Regions from separate parts of the Xenopus laevis genome. Here region 2 is linked to region 1. The links are chromatin contacts, called in public Hi-C maps. All regions are on one chromosome and are shown on one strand. Each heading gives the region's core, a stretch centred on a gene start, on an enhancer-like site or on the middle of the called end of the contact. The rest is flanking DNA. Distances are from core to core; before and after follow the strand shown.

Region 1 (7,125 bases), core at 4,272-6,771:
AAAAGTTATTTTAAAGTTCTTTAAAAGACCAATTGCATGCAGCACGTGTGGCAAAGTAAACACTGGCTTCAGACCTAATTTGTAGATACAGGTAGTAGTGGAAACCCCTCTAGTGTGTCTATTCCGTATATAAATATACTTTAGTTCATTATAGAGTAATTGCATTTGAACATAGTGAATCTTGCATATTTATGGATATCATTAGAATGTCACTGAGCATAGGAAATAGGCAAAGCTGCCATCACATTGGTTGCATATATATTATGAACCAATTAAGAAACTGATAATTGTATTGGTTCCAGAGCTTCATTTGAGAACCCTGTTGTACAGCCCCTGCCTGAATTGGATTAAACTAGAAGGAAAGGTACAGAAACAGTTTATTGTAAATAGATTAGCCACAATAGTGCAAGCTATAACACTATTTCTGTAGAATGCTTTACCATGCCATGAGTAAACAGTTCTAGAATCTCTCTCTGTTTATTTAAGATAGCAGCTGCCATATTCACTTGGTGTGACATCACATCCAGCCTCAGTTTCACTCATAGCTCTGGGCTCAGATTACAGCAGAGAGGGGAGGAGGGAGGGGTAGAGGAGCAAACAGAGCATGCTCAAGCCCTAGCCCTGAAGGTTAAAGATGAAAACAGGAAGTCTGATACAGAAGCCCATGTAGTCACAATAGAAGAAAATAAATACTGTGTTTCTTTTGACAGAGGACTCAGAGCAACATTACTTTGAGGGTTTACTGGTGTATTTATATAGACCTTTCTGATAAAGCTTACTTAATTTTAGCCTTCCTTCTCCTTCAATTAAGCATTGCAACATTAGAATATTTTATTAACCCGTGACACCGGATCAGTGTTTGGCTGGAGTACATGGGGCCCACCAGAGAACCTCACCCCAGGGGTCCACAAAACACAAAAGCATATTAACCTAGACATACAAGCAATGAGCACATTAACTTTAGACATGCCAGTAAGATGCACTTCATTAACCACAAGCATGAATATTAATCACTGAAGAAAATGGACTGAAGCATTAAGGAGTGAGCGTTAGATTGAAAGCATTAACTCACACACACTTGCACAAGAAGAATACGTACCTGTACATACCTGTCTTGTCTCTAGTGCTGCCATACTCTTCCTCCTGCAAATCTAAAAACTTCTGGAAAGAAGTTGGAAACAATTAAACATGGATGTGCATTCTACAGTGGAATGTAGTTAAATAATAGTGTGCAAAACTACAAACTTCATTAGCTATAAAACTGTTTGTCGAGTAAATGTGTATAGAAATTTGTTAAATTATATAATGCATGGAATGTGTTTTTGGAGGCAAAGCACCCTCTTATTTCTACAGATCAAAGTACCAGATGCACTGCAAACAGTCAGAGGAAGACAAATGAAACCGAGGAGAGTGAAAGTGATGATGAGGAGGAGGATATTTCCATACCAGGGAGAAAGAAAATAATCAGGAAAAAAACATGAAAAGAACAAGAAGAGAAAATGATGAAGCAGTAGAGACAGAGAGCTGGGATGAAGATGACGTTGAGCTGCCTACTAGTGAGGGAAGGACCAGAAAATGTAAGAATATCAATGACAATAAAAATGTGAAGAAGGAAGTAAATGGAAAAGGAAATGCTAAAAATCAAAAGAACCAGTAAAAGAAAGGAAAAAAGAGCAGGTATAAATATGTGACTTAAAGGAGAAGGAAAGGTTAAAACTAAGTAAGTCTTATCAGAAAGGTCTATATAAGCAAACCAGTAACCCCCAAAGTAGTGTTGCTCCCCTGTCAAAAGAAACACTGCATTTCTTTCCTTCTATTGTATACACATGGGCTTCTGTATCAGACTTCCTGCCTTCATCTTAAACCTCATTGCCCTGGGCAAGAGCATGCTCAGTTTGCTCCTCTTCCCCCGCCCCCTCCCTTCTCTACTGTAATCTGAGCCCAGAGCAGGGAGAGACTCAGGCAGGAAGTGATGTCACACCACATTAATACTGCAGCTCCTATCCTAAACAAACAGAGAGTTTCTAGAGCTTTTTACTCAGGTATGGTAAAACATTCTACAGAATAAATATAGCATTCTAGCTTGCACTATTGCAGCTAATCTATTGGCAATAAAATGCCTCCGTAGCTTTCCTTCTCCTTTAAAAGCTTAAACTACAGATTAATTCTTCTGTTTTAACAGAACCCATTTCTTATGCACTCATGTTAATTAAACTGTTTCCATAACAGTGTGCCTAAGGTTATGCATAGAAATACTGGGTAGACCCAATTTTGCCTACCATGGCCAAAAAACTCTCAGTTATTCTGAGAAAAGGCTTATTGTTGGGCTACTGATATATTGCAAGAACAGCTACTAAGGTGATGTTGTTATGGAAGTTACAGATGAAACTAGATGTTACTGGGCCCCACAGCAAATTCATTTTAGGGCCCCCAACATATCCAGAGATTGTCCTGTTTTACCAATAAATGTTGAAATTGCTCATAAGGGCCTCATGGGGCCCCTATACCTCCTGGGCCCCCCTGCAGCCACAGGGTCTGCTTCCTCTGTAGTTACACCCTTGCATATGGGACTGAAAAAGCTTTATTGCTAGAACATTAGTCTCACATGCAAGATAAACACATGTATCTGAATGAATATCTTATAAATGAGTAACCATTTGTATATATTTTTTAATATTTGTCTTCCTGTCCTGCCTTTTTCAAGCAGGCAAGTGAAAATTCCACGTGGTTGTTGGGGTCACTGAGACCATTAACCAAAAGCAAGATTTACTGAGAGATTTCAGCTTTGTTTCTTATTGCTTATCTTTCTGTTCCGGCATTTTACTATTTCCATTGGGACCTCTAAACTGCTTTCTTGGCAATAATCCAGCTGTTTGTAAACACAATAGCTAGGCCTGTCTTTTTAGCATTCCTCTACCATAGACTTCAGTTTGGATTATGACCTTAAAAGAATATACTATATCTATGTTCTGCTCTAAGCTAATGTAGGTTATTTATATGAGCCTAAATTGTCTGTTTTCAGTAGCGCTGGATCATTTCAATACTGCGGGTCTAGGTTTGATTGCAGCCAGGACCTGAGTGGGTTAACTAGCTCCTGATACAGTGAATATGTGTGAATGGGATGTGGACCTTAGATTTTAAACTTCAATGTGGCAGGGACTGATGTGAACAGTGTAAAAGAATATGTCAGCAATGTATAAATACATGATAAAATGTCTCTAGACTTTGCATGAATGTTTTTTCCAATGATTTTAGCAGGGAAACAACAAAAGAAGAACAAATAGTAAGCAGGGTGCAACATATTCAAGCTCATTTGTTTGTCCAACATGACACTGTTTTTTCCTTAAAATTTATGGTGTCATTGTACATTTCTATGAATTAAGCTTAAGTTATGGCTAACATTTGCAGAGTGAGGATGGTGTCACTTCCATAGTGCTAATGTGTGCAGCATTAATGCACAATTCGTTAGCCAGAAGTTGCTACTGATGTAACCTGCATCCATGGACACAGAATATTTCATGAATGGCTTTAATGCATGAGTCCTATTAACTTTTACATAAAAAGTACATTATACATAAACATAGGATTGCCATTTATCAAAAAGCTTTATCCTATTATCAATATTAAACCATAAAATGAAAGTGGTTCCAATAATAATAAAAATATAATGTACTATTGCCCTGCACTAGTATAAATTGTGTGTTTGCTTCAGAAAGACGACGAGTTTATATAACTATGGGGGAAGCCCATCTGAAAAAAGAGAAAATGCACAGGATACAAGGATAACAGAAACGTTCTGTAGAATGCAATGGGTTCAGTTCTTACACAGGAAGATAAACAGGGGACAGATGACTTTATGACTCTCTACAGGACTATATAATCAAAATCTTTCTCATATAAAATAGGACTTAGGAAATTGGAATAGTTTATTTGTAGGTAGATCAATGGATGCAAACTTTAAGGGGCAGATTCACTAAAGGGCAAAGTGACTAACGCTGGCGCAAATTCGCCAGCGTGATGTCATTTCGTAACTTCGCCAATTCACTAACGGGCGCTGGCGTAAATTCGCTAGCGAAGTAAACCTACTCTAGTGCTACTTCGCACCCTTATGCCAGGCGAAGTTGCGCTATGTCGAATGGGACATAACTACACTAATTCACTAACTTGCACATTTTACTGAACGTTACCTCTTGTGCCAGACTTGCCTTCGCCACCTCAGACCAGGTGAAGTTCAATAGAGTAGATAGGGATTGCTTCAAAAATAGTTGAAAATTTTTCTAAGTCCCAAAAAACGCTGGCGTTTTTTCCTTTTTTAAGGGTGATAGGCTGAAAAAGATCGTAAATTTTTTTGGGGGTACCCTCCTTCCCCCCTATATTTCCTAACATATGGCACCTAAACTATACAGTGGGCACATGTGTAGGGCAAAATAACAACTCTATTTTATTTTATGAAGCTTTCCCAGGCTTGTGTAGTGTAATGTTTTTGCTGCTACGTATACGTCCATTCAACTTTAACTTGGCGCCGTATGCAAATTAGGCATCGCTAGCGTAACTTCGCTTTGCTTGAGGAATTAACGCTTGCGCAAATTCGCTACCGTTCGCCTCCCTGATCGCAATTTTGGATTTTAGTGAATTAGCGGCACCCTGGCAAAAATTCGTCTGGCAAAGTGCGGCGAAGGCGTCGCTAGCGCATTTTCGCTGCTTAGTGAATTTGCCCCTAAGTGGGTTCGTTTCCCCTCGGTTTTCTTTGAATGTGCATTGCCCAGCAGTTTTTTTTTCTGATGCAAATATTTTGCTAAAGATTGGGCCGTGTGTTTCAATTTGGAGGGGGAGCATGACCCATGGAAGTTCAGGGCCAGACGGTGGCAGGGTTTGCTAGTTTATAAAAGGGGAAGGCACCACAGTTCTTTATCTTTTGGGCCACACTTGCTGGAAGAAATGGTGTGCTGAGGGTATAGACTATCTGTGTAGTTAGTAAAACAGCAAGATGCTGCAACAAGAAGGCAGGTAAGCGTCAATACCCTACAGCAGTAGCCCGCAACCCCCCCTTGTTTGGCCCCTCCACATAAAAGTCTGCCTACTGTGTCTGCTTACCTTGTGTAACCTTTTAAAGGTATCACTACAGAGAATAACTGTCCCCTGCTTTGTTTAAACCTTAAATTCAGACTGTAATCCCCTGTAGTGATGGGCGAATTTATTCGCCAGGCGCGAATTCACGGCGAATTTGCGCGATTCGCGTCCAGCGAATAAATTCGCGAAACGCCCGCGAAAATTCGCCGGCGTCAAAAATTTTTTTTTCGAAAAACGGACGCCAGCGTCAAAAACGGGCGCCGGCGTCGAAAAAACGGGCGCCGGCGTCAAAAACGAGACGCCGGCGCCGTTTCGCGAATTTTTCGGCAGAGCGAAACGGCGCAAATTCGCCCATCACTAATCCCCTGTATTGTTCACACACATACAATCCCCCCTGCATTGTTCACACTTGAAACATCTCTATTGTTCATACCCTACTGTTCACACCTAAATCCCAGACTGAAACAGCCCACATTGCTTATCTGTTCACACTCATACAAAACTGCTGAAGGGGCACCAGCACTGAGTCACTGTATGTAGTACATCTTAGAGTGGTGCTGATAGGTTTCCCTGTCTCCTGCTCTGTTCTGCCTTCCCTATGCTCCCTGCGGTGCCATACTCTGCCTGCCCTATGTTTCCTGTGTGTGCCATACTCTGCTTTCCCTATGTTCCCTGTGTGTGCCATATTCTGCCTGCCCTATTCTCCTTGTATGTGCCATACTCTGCCTTTCATATGCTCCCTGTATGTGTGTGTTAGGGCTGCTGTCCAGTCAGACAAGGGTTGATTACCATTTGGTCGTAAGCCAATCCAATTCCATGGAAGGCTTTTTAGGATCAGGGATCACCTGACTCTTTAGCCTGAGCAACAGGTTTAGCGAAGAGTCAGTTGTTGGGAATCAGCGTTGTTAGGTGTTATTCACAGGGGAGGATGAGGCATATGGATTTAAGGGTATGTCTTAATTTGACTTACATTTTTCACATATGAGTGATAAGTGATATCCCTGCAGTGAGCACCAACCATTTGGTTTTTTGGTGTGCTACCACAATTAATGTGGACATGGTCTTGTGGTAACATGGGTGTGGTTTTAAAAACAGGGAGTGGCTAACACTGACTTCCATTATCGACCCTCCACCATGTAGGCCAGACAAATTCCCTCTGTACCATAGAAGTTGGACAGCACTGACCTACAGTAACAAGGCTGATCAGGCTCAGGAATAGAATACACCACTGGCTTTGCCTAGTGTTGGCTATTGTTATATCAAGTCAGTGAATATTACCACTGGGGTGTTGTGAACACTACAGCTCTGATTGTGCGAATAAAAATTAATGTGAGAAAGTACTGGAAGAATGTATTGATTTAGTGTTGTACCATCTGAATCAGCACCACCAAGAGATGTTGTAACAACTGTCTAATAAAAAAATATCAATTTGCGTTTAAGAACCGTTTGCACCAACGTTTTTTAAAAGTTTTTGTATGGTGAGATACAGTGTGGTTAACCTTTCCTCCAACAGTACAGCCTGTGCACCTGTGAGTAGAAGAGTCGCATGTAACACATGCACTATCGGGAGTTGCTGGGAGTTGAGACAAGTCTAACCGAAATCTGATGTAATCCATTTGGGGTAGTTCAGAGCTTGAGGTACCCAGTTTCCTAAATTACATTTACCAAACGTAAGGTATTTGTAACGACTCACCCTGGTGGTCTAGCGGGAAGGGGTCAGCAGGGACGCCTGATGCCCCCTTCGTGGGGCTGCCGCCATGAGGCTCTTCTTCCTCCATGCCTGCCAGTTCTTAGGGCGCATGCGGCGCGGTGAGTGACGTCAGTGTGCAGTGGTGCGAGTTTTAAAGGGGTATAAATGGAGCATTTTGTCTGCAGATCTTTGCCCGTTATAGGTTCGTTTCTAGCGAGTTCCTGGTGCTTCTGATTTATATCCTGTCTGTTTTCTGAATACCTGTTGTGACCCCTGCCTGTTCTGACAATCCTGACTTCCGGAATCCTGACCCTGCCTGGTAATCGACTATTCTGTATCCGTAACCCATCTGATTGATCCCCTGG
Region 2 (7,602 bases), core at 890-3,389, 180 kb after region 1:
AGCCTATGGGGACCTTCCCCATAGGCTAACATTGACTTCGATAGCTTTTATCTGCCGAACTATCGAATGGTCGAATAGTCGAACGATTTTTACTTCAAATCCTTCGATTCGAAGTCGTAGTCGAAGTAGCCCATTCGATGGTCGAAGTAGCCCAAAAAAACCTTCAAAATTCGAAGTTTTTTTACTTCGAATCCTTCACTCGAATTTAGTGAATCAGCCCCTTAGACTTCAAAATTCGAAATATTTTAATTCGATGGTCGAATTTAGAAGTATTTTGCACTTCGAAATTCGACCCTTGATAAATCTGCCCCTAAAAACCATGAATAAACTCTAACTTCAGACCTTTAGAGGTTTTCAGATTTTACTAGTAATTGTCTGAAAAACTAGGTTTTCAAGGTATTCATATTTATTAAAATTTTATGCCATTTGTGGTTTTATAGAAAATGAGTTTGATTGTGGTTTCAAACACCTCTAAAACCACTAAAATTTGACCTTTGATAAATGGTCCTCCGTAGAATTTAAAGTTGCCTGTAGGGATGGGCGAATTTGACCCGTTTCATTTCGCGAAATGTCGCCGATGCCCATTAAAGTCTATGGGTGTCAAAAAATTTTGTCGCACTGCAATTTTTTTTTTTTGACACACGACACCATACAAGTCTATGGGCATAATTTTTGCGGCAAAACAAGGCGAAAAAATTCGCCCATCCCTAGTTGCCTGTGCTGCCTGGCATTGAGTTTAATGGAAACCTCCTCGCACCACTGGTACAGACAGTATTACTTTAGCCTATTACCCACTAGTGTATTAGAATGTATTAGTCTTCCAGGATTGTTTAAAATTTCAAATGCCAAATATGTATAGTTTGTACACAAGTTTAGATAATTTGATAACACATAGACTTTATACTCAACTTTAGATTAGTCAGTCATCAGTTGATACCTGAAATATTTGTGTTTGGATAATGGTTAAACTAATCAATCACCAAGCAGTTTGTTTATCTCTGCTGTGCTTCCTAAAATAGTACAACTACACCCTGTGTGGAAGGAAAGTTATTTTGTGTGCTAATATAGAGAAGTACAACCATGGTAAAATGGGGTTATTTATAACATCATGCATTCATAATAAATAATCATAACATTGATAACATCATCCACAGGCACCTACATTACTGCAGAGTGATGCTATGCTGCGCACCCTAAAAATATACTGATACTGAAAAATATTCTTCAAAATATTAATGTACATAAAAAGTTACCTATAGGTCATGTTGATAGTTCTGCTTTTGTAAGTAATTGATACTTAAATGTGTCCCTTCTCCTCTTAAAGGGGTTGTTCACCTTCCAAACACTTTTTTCAATTTAGTTGTTTTTAGATTGTTCCCTAGAAATAATGACTTTTTCCAATTACTTTCCATTATTTATTTTTTACGTTTTTTCCAAAATCTAAGTTTAAAGTTGAATGTTCCTGTCTCTGGTGTTTGAGTCTGACAGCTCAGTAATTCAGGTGCAGATTCTGAACTGTTACAATTTTGCAACATTTAGTTGATACATTTCTCAGCAGCATCTCTGGAGTATTAGCAACAATTGTATCAATTCTAACAGCTGCCTGTAATGAAACCCAGAGATTCTGCTCAGCAGGGACAAAGATAAGAAATGTATCAACTAAATGTATCAATTTAGAACAGTTTACAGGATCGGCGACCCCCCCTCCCAGAGCTGCTTCAGAAGGAGAGAAATGACACTTTATACTTCAATATTAGAAAAACCGTGACACATAGAAAATAGAAAGTCATTGGAAAAAGTCGTTATTTCTGGTGATCTATCTGATAACAACTAGTTGTTTGAAGGTGAACAACCCCTTTAATGACTTTTGTGGCACAAATATGGCAGCCCCCTCATAGGGAAAAATGGGGGATCAGATAGTAGTTCAAAAGCATCGGGTAAATACATTTATGGCAAAATTTTGAATAGCATGCACAGACCGTGCTATGATAGATCTAAACAAAAGATTTCTGGTGTCGGTATTCCTTTAATTTGGTTATGGCAAATGATTTGTCAGTTAAATGGAGCAGCAGTTTTTTTCATTTAATAGGTGTGGCCCTCTGTAATTATAAAACTCAGCGTTCTTTGATCTTCCAAGTTGTTCTTCTATTGCTCAGCTATTCAGCAAGCAGATATCTGTTGGATAAAAGGTATGTTCTGATGATTGCATTGTTCTTACAATTAATTGTCCACCTGAGCCATTCATTAATGAACTTCATTAACTTCTTAAATGTACTTTAAATTATATGACATACAGATACACTATGTAGTGCTAGAAACTACGTTTTTCACAACTAAGTGACAAGTATGTGTTATGTCTTGTTATCTATTTTTTTATTTAAATAGAATTACATAAACACATTACTGAATGGTATTACTGAACTGTGTGACAAAAATTTTTAGTCAAGGGGAAAGTGCAAGTGGAATTCCTAGTATCATGTACTCTAAAGCTTATTGCCTATTTAGAAAAAGCTCCAAAATACTCTGGAGCTTTTCTCATTGGCGAAGTAGTAAGCATCAACTGTCTCTATTGTTGACCAGGGATATATATCAGATCAGAAATACATTCCCTTCTGCACCCTAATTTTACTTTAAACAAAAACATACATCAATAATCCATTCTATTTTGTATTGCCCTTTGTGTACCTGTCTGTTGCATGTGTCAATTCTGACTGATTGGTTGATTTGTTGACAACTAAATCTGGCGAAATGGTTAAGCTCTTCAGAATATCTGACCATTTGGACACACATTTTTAGTTTTACTAAAGGTATAAAAATTGTGTTCCTATGCAACATGTTGCTATGTGTTAAGTTATTATTTACCATTAAAACCTGAAACATAAATCTGACAATTTAGCTTGTGTTTGGCTGGCCTACTAAACTTAAGTGTGGCATAATCAGTTCTGGGCTGCCCATTGGATCTCTACTCAAGGTTGTGTGCTCTACACAATCAAAATGTTCCATTTAGCTGGATCACATACGTTTGATCATAAATTAGATGGGCTGGAGGTAATCACTTACATTTAAGTAGTGTAATTTTTTTTATTTGTAAAGAATTTTGTTGTAACAATCAAAAGAATTAGTCCAGGGAAAGTAGGACAGGTCTGAGTTCTGAATGACACCGTGAGCGCAACCTATTCTCATAGTTGGAAGTGGAAGAGTATTGCGTTTAAAAGCATTTTCGGGTGATGTAGTTGGAAACCTATTTTTGTCCAATTGCCTGAATATATTTTATTGTTAATATGTTTACATAAAATACCGGTATAAATAGGGTTGATTTTTTTTATGAATGATTATACTTTTTTTTATAATTATATTCATCTGTGAATACAAATCAATATTTCCCATTATTTGTATAGGCTATAAGCACGAAAAGCTTTTTTTTGTCTACACGTTTTAAAGCTGTGTGCACAGTGCTGTGGTTGGGGCTATGCAGACAATCTTTTCTTTGTTCTTTGCAATTCACTTTGCATATTGGTGTCATAACAGGTGGTTTAACAACAGAGCTCTGGAGCAGGATTCCTGCACTACACACTTGCACAATCGCTATGCATTGGGTGTAATACCCTTTGTGGTCACATACACATAGCAGCCAAACATGTGATTGGCCAGTAATACATTTTAAGACAGGTGATTAGCAAAAGATGCATTTAAAGAAAACTACATCAGTCATGCACACTAGCATATATTATTAAAATTGTGCTGATTTTAATAACATATTGAAACGTTTCATGTTTTACAAGTAAATCTGAAAATACAAAGTAACATTTGATAATTTATTTCCTTGAAAGACCTGTTTCATTGTTTGTGAGGAACATAAATTACTCAAACAAGTTGCAATATTGAGTAAGAAAAGAAGTCACATTGCTCAATAAGCAGTTTGTTGTGCAGTTTAAGCATGATACACCCAACAATGCGAAAGTGCCTAGGGATATTTAGGGGCAGATCTATTGAAATGTGAGATTAGCGCTCATCACAGAGCTCTATGACCAGTTTTTGCCAGTTTTATACACTATCCCTGTAGTTACTTGCATTGTACATCTCTTCTTCATTCCTAGTACTATATGTAGCATAATATTTTCCTTGAATGACATTGTCTCTGTAATTGTGTTAACATCAATTTATTCACACACTTTGGTTGCAGATCACCAAGGGGCAGATTTATCAAAATGTAGAGGAGTGGAGGCTTATTTTTTAAAGGTCGGATTTTAGTGGTTTTAGAGGTTTTTGAAACCACAATTTAACTCACAAACCCTAAAACCATGACTGTTATTAAAAATATTAAAATATTAAAATCCAAACACCATGAAAAAGCTCTAAAAATTCGAGTTTTTTTGTACAACTGGACCAAAAACCTCTAAAATGTTGATTGGTTTAAATATGGTCCAATAGGATTAGTGCTCCTCCCATTGACTTTTACAGCATCTCGACAACTTTTTGTGTTTTTTTCAAATAAATCTTGAATTTTTAAAACTTTTTACAAAACCAGGAAAATCACACATTTTTTCGTGATTTGTGGAAAAAAATTGCAATTTGATTGTTAGTAAATGGGCCCCTTAGAGCTCATACCAGAAAAACTGACACACTTTTTATTCATTCCTGTAAAGCGTGTTGCTGTTATATATTGCCCCCTGGTCCCTACTCTACTTTCTTGGATCACTTTGCTGCTTGGCTTCCATGCTTTCTCTCCAGCAAGACACCTGCTCTCATTTTAGGTGACTTCAACATTCCCATTGACAACTCTGCTTCTCCTGCCACCTCTAAACTACTCTCTCTAACAACTTCATTTGGTCTCTCTGAGTGGACCGACTCATCTACCCACATCGAGGGTCATGCTCTTGATCTTATATTCTGCCACTCCTGCCACCCATCCAACCTTACATATGCTCCTTACCCCCTATCTGACCATCACCTACTCTCCTTTCAGAGAACACTTTCAACTGCACTATCACAACCATCTCTCTCTACGTACACGTACAGAAACCTTAACACCTTTGATCCACAACAATTATCAATAGTATCAGCACAACCAGTCTCTCATATTAACAATCTTTCCTGTCCCAATATGGCAGCTTCTCTCTACAATGATGTTCTTTCAACAGCTCTTGACTTCCTTGCTCCTCCTACCACCCGTCACAGCCAACCAACGAAACCCCAACCCTGGCACACTAGTGTAACTCGGTACCTTAGAAGATGTAGTAGATCAGCTGAACGACGGTGGAGAAAGTCACAAACTGATCCTGACTTCATCCACTTCAAATTCATGCTCTCCTGCTACAATCAAGCTCTATCTTTAGCTAAAGAACAATATTTCTCTTCTTTAATCTCCACTCTGTCCTCTAAACCGCAGCAACTGTTTGCCACATTTAACTCACTCCTATGCCCCCCTCTACCCATTAATGTACCTTGCTCATTTCTTTAATGAAAAAAAATCGATCTCGTTAAGCTGAGCATACCATGTGCCAACAATCTCAGACTAACGTGCAGTCCACTCACATGCACTTTGAACTCCTTCACCCCTGCAACACTTAATGAAGTTGGCAAACTTCTAACCTGCTCAAACCCCACAACCTGCTCCTTTGACCCCATACCCTCTCGCCTCCTCTATTCAATCTCTGATACACTCTCTCCTGCACTTACCCACCTATTTAACCTTTCACTCTCTACTGGTACTTTTCCATCCTTATACAAACAAGCACTAATCACTCATATCCTCAAAAAACTTTCCCTTGATCCCAGCTCTCCCGCTAACTATCATCCAGCTTCCCTTCTTCCATTCACATCCAAACTACTAGAAAGGCTATTTTACAAACACCTGATCCAGCATCTCACTCACAACTCTCTTTTTGACCCCCTGCAATCTGGCTTCCGCCCAGCAGACTCAACTGAAACTGCACTCACCAAAGTAACCAATGATCTTCTACTGGCAAAGTCTAAAGGTCACTATTCCATACTAATCTCTCTGCAGCCTTTGACACAGTTCACCACACACTCCTCTTAGACATTCTATACTCAGCTGACAATGCTCTTTCATGGCTTACATCTTATCTGTTCCTTTAATGTCGCCATCTTTACTTCTACTACGTTCCCTCTCTCTGTCCGAGTTCCTCAAGGCTCTGTTCTAGGCCCTCTGCTGTTCTCGCTCTATACAACTTCCCTAGGAAAACATTTGGACTTCAGTATCACCTTTATGCTGATGACAACCAACTCTACTTGTCTACTCCTGATCTTTCTAATTCTGTCCTTTCCCAAGTTACAGACTGTCTGATGTCTCCTCCTGGATGTCACAGCGCCACCTGAAACTGAAACTTTCAAAAACAAAACTCATTATATTTCCTCTAAGATCTTCCCCTGTACTGTACTTCAGATATAACTCACAGTAAACACCACCACCTTTCATTCCACCAAACAGGCACGCTACCTAGGAGTTATCCTAGACTCGCATCTGACTTTTTCACCACACATCCAAACACTTGCAAAATCTTGTTGTATTCAACTGTGCAACATTGCCAGAATATGACCATATCTCAGTTCAGAATCACCTTAAACACTGATTCAGTCTCTCATCATCTCTCACCTTGATTACTGCAACCTACTATAAAGAATAACCAAGAATTATTATAAACCTGCTATAAAAAATAATCAGGAAACAGGCTGAGTCTAAATCCAGAGGTCTAAATGGCAAACACAGGAACAGAAGCAAGGATTCAGGAATAGGGGCATGAGGGGACTGTCTTAAAAGGGCCCATAATGACCAGATTATAGACACCTGGCCTTAATGAGAGGGTGGAGACAGAGGAAATAGCAGAGGTAGTAGGTGTATATATGGACAGTCATGAGCAACAAACTTTAAATTCTTCCAGTGGCTCAACAGGATACAACACAACTTCCTCCAGGAGTTACTTATGTACAAAGGTCTGAAGCAGTGTCAAATAACATTTGCATGGAGTAAAATAAAACACAGCTTGATAAATTTGCCATTTCATTTACAGAGCTTTTTACATTTTTTTTTGGTTTCACACAACATAATAAATATCATTCAAGGAAAAAACAGCAGCACACCGGATCCAATTGAAGTAATGTGCAAAATTCAAACTTTTATTAAGCCCATATGCAAAGGCAACGTTTCGAGCCCAACCGGCCCTTTATCAAGCTTGATAAAGGGCCGGTTGGGCTCGAAACGTTGCCTTTGCATATGGGCTTAATAAAAGTTTGAATTTTGCACATTACTTCAATTGGATCCGGTGTGCTGCTGTTTTTTCCTTGAATGATATTGTGGCCCAAGGACAGGAGTGGGTCTCACAGTTCAGCACCTGGCACTGCGAAAGCGGATACTGGAGGGGTGAGCACTCTAATTTTGTGATTGACAACATAATAAATAGACCCCCTAAGAGTCTTGACAGCTCCATAATAAATTGTAGTGTGTTCATTTACCAGCCAATTCAGCAATTAAGACACTTTGCAGCCTGTGATCCTGTGGTAAATATTAGAGACTATTAAGAGCAAGTAAAGACATTTCAATTTGATTTTAAAAAGAACAATGTCTGTAATTTCAACTGGAAT

Evidence for each region. Hi-C and Micro-C count contacts between places; a contact is called where the count stands out from the background.
Region 2: a contact with region 1 is called in a Hi-C map of the XL177 cell line, with 3 times the contacts expected there. The contact joins the promoter of anxa1.3.S here to the enhancer-like site in region 1. A contact is called at or near these places in 2 of 4 Hi-C or Micro-C datasets (the XL177 cell line and the XTC cell line).

What each region holds. Positions count from the first base shown.
Region 1 is chr1S:120,723,995-120,731,119 of Xenopus_laevis_v10.1, forward strand. No RefSeq gene overlaps it. Among protein-coding and RNA genes, the nearest start is that of aldh1a1.S, 45 kb to the right of the region's middle. Within about 2 kb of position 5,522, at least 1 of the 7 cell types and tissues checked has an H3K27ac peak or open chromatin away from gene starts, as enhancers often do.
Region 2 is chr1S:120,904,987-120,912,588 of Xenopus_laevis_v10.1, forward strand. anxa1.3.S (annexin A1 gene 3 S homeolog) reads left to right here and starts at 2,140. Exons shown (of 13, transcript NM_001093817.2): 1 at 2,140-2,189.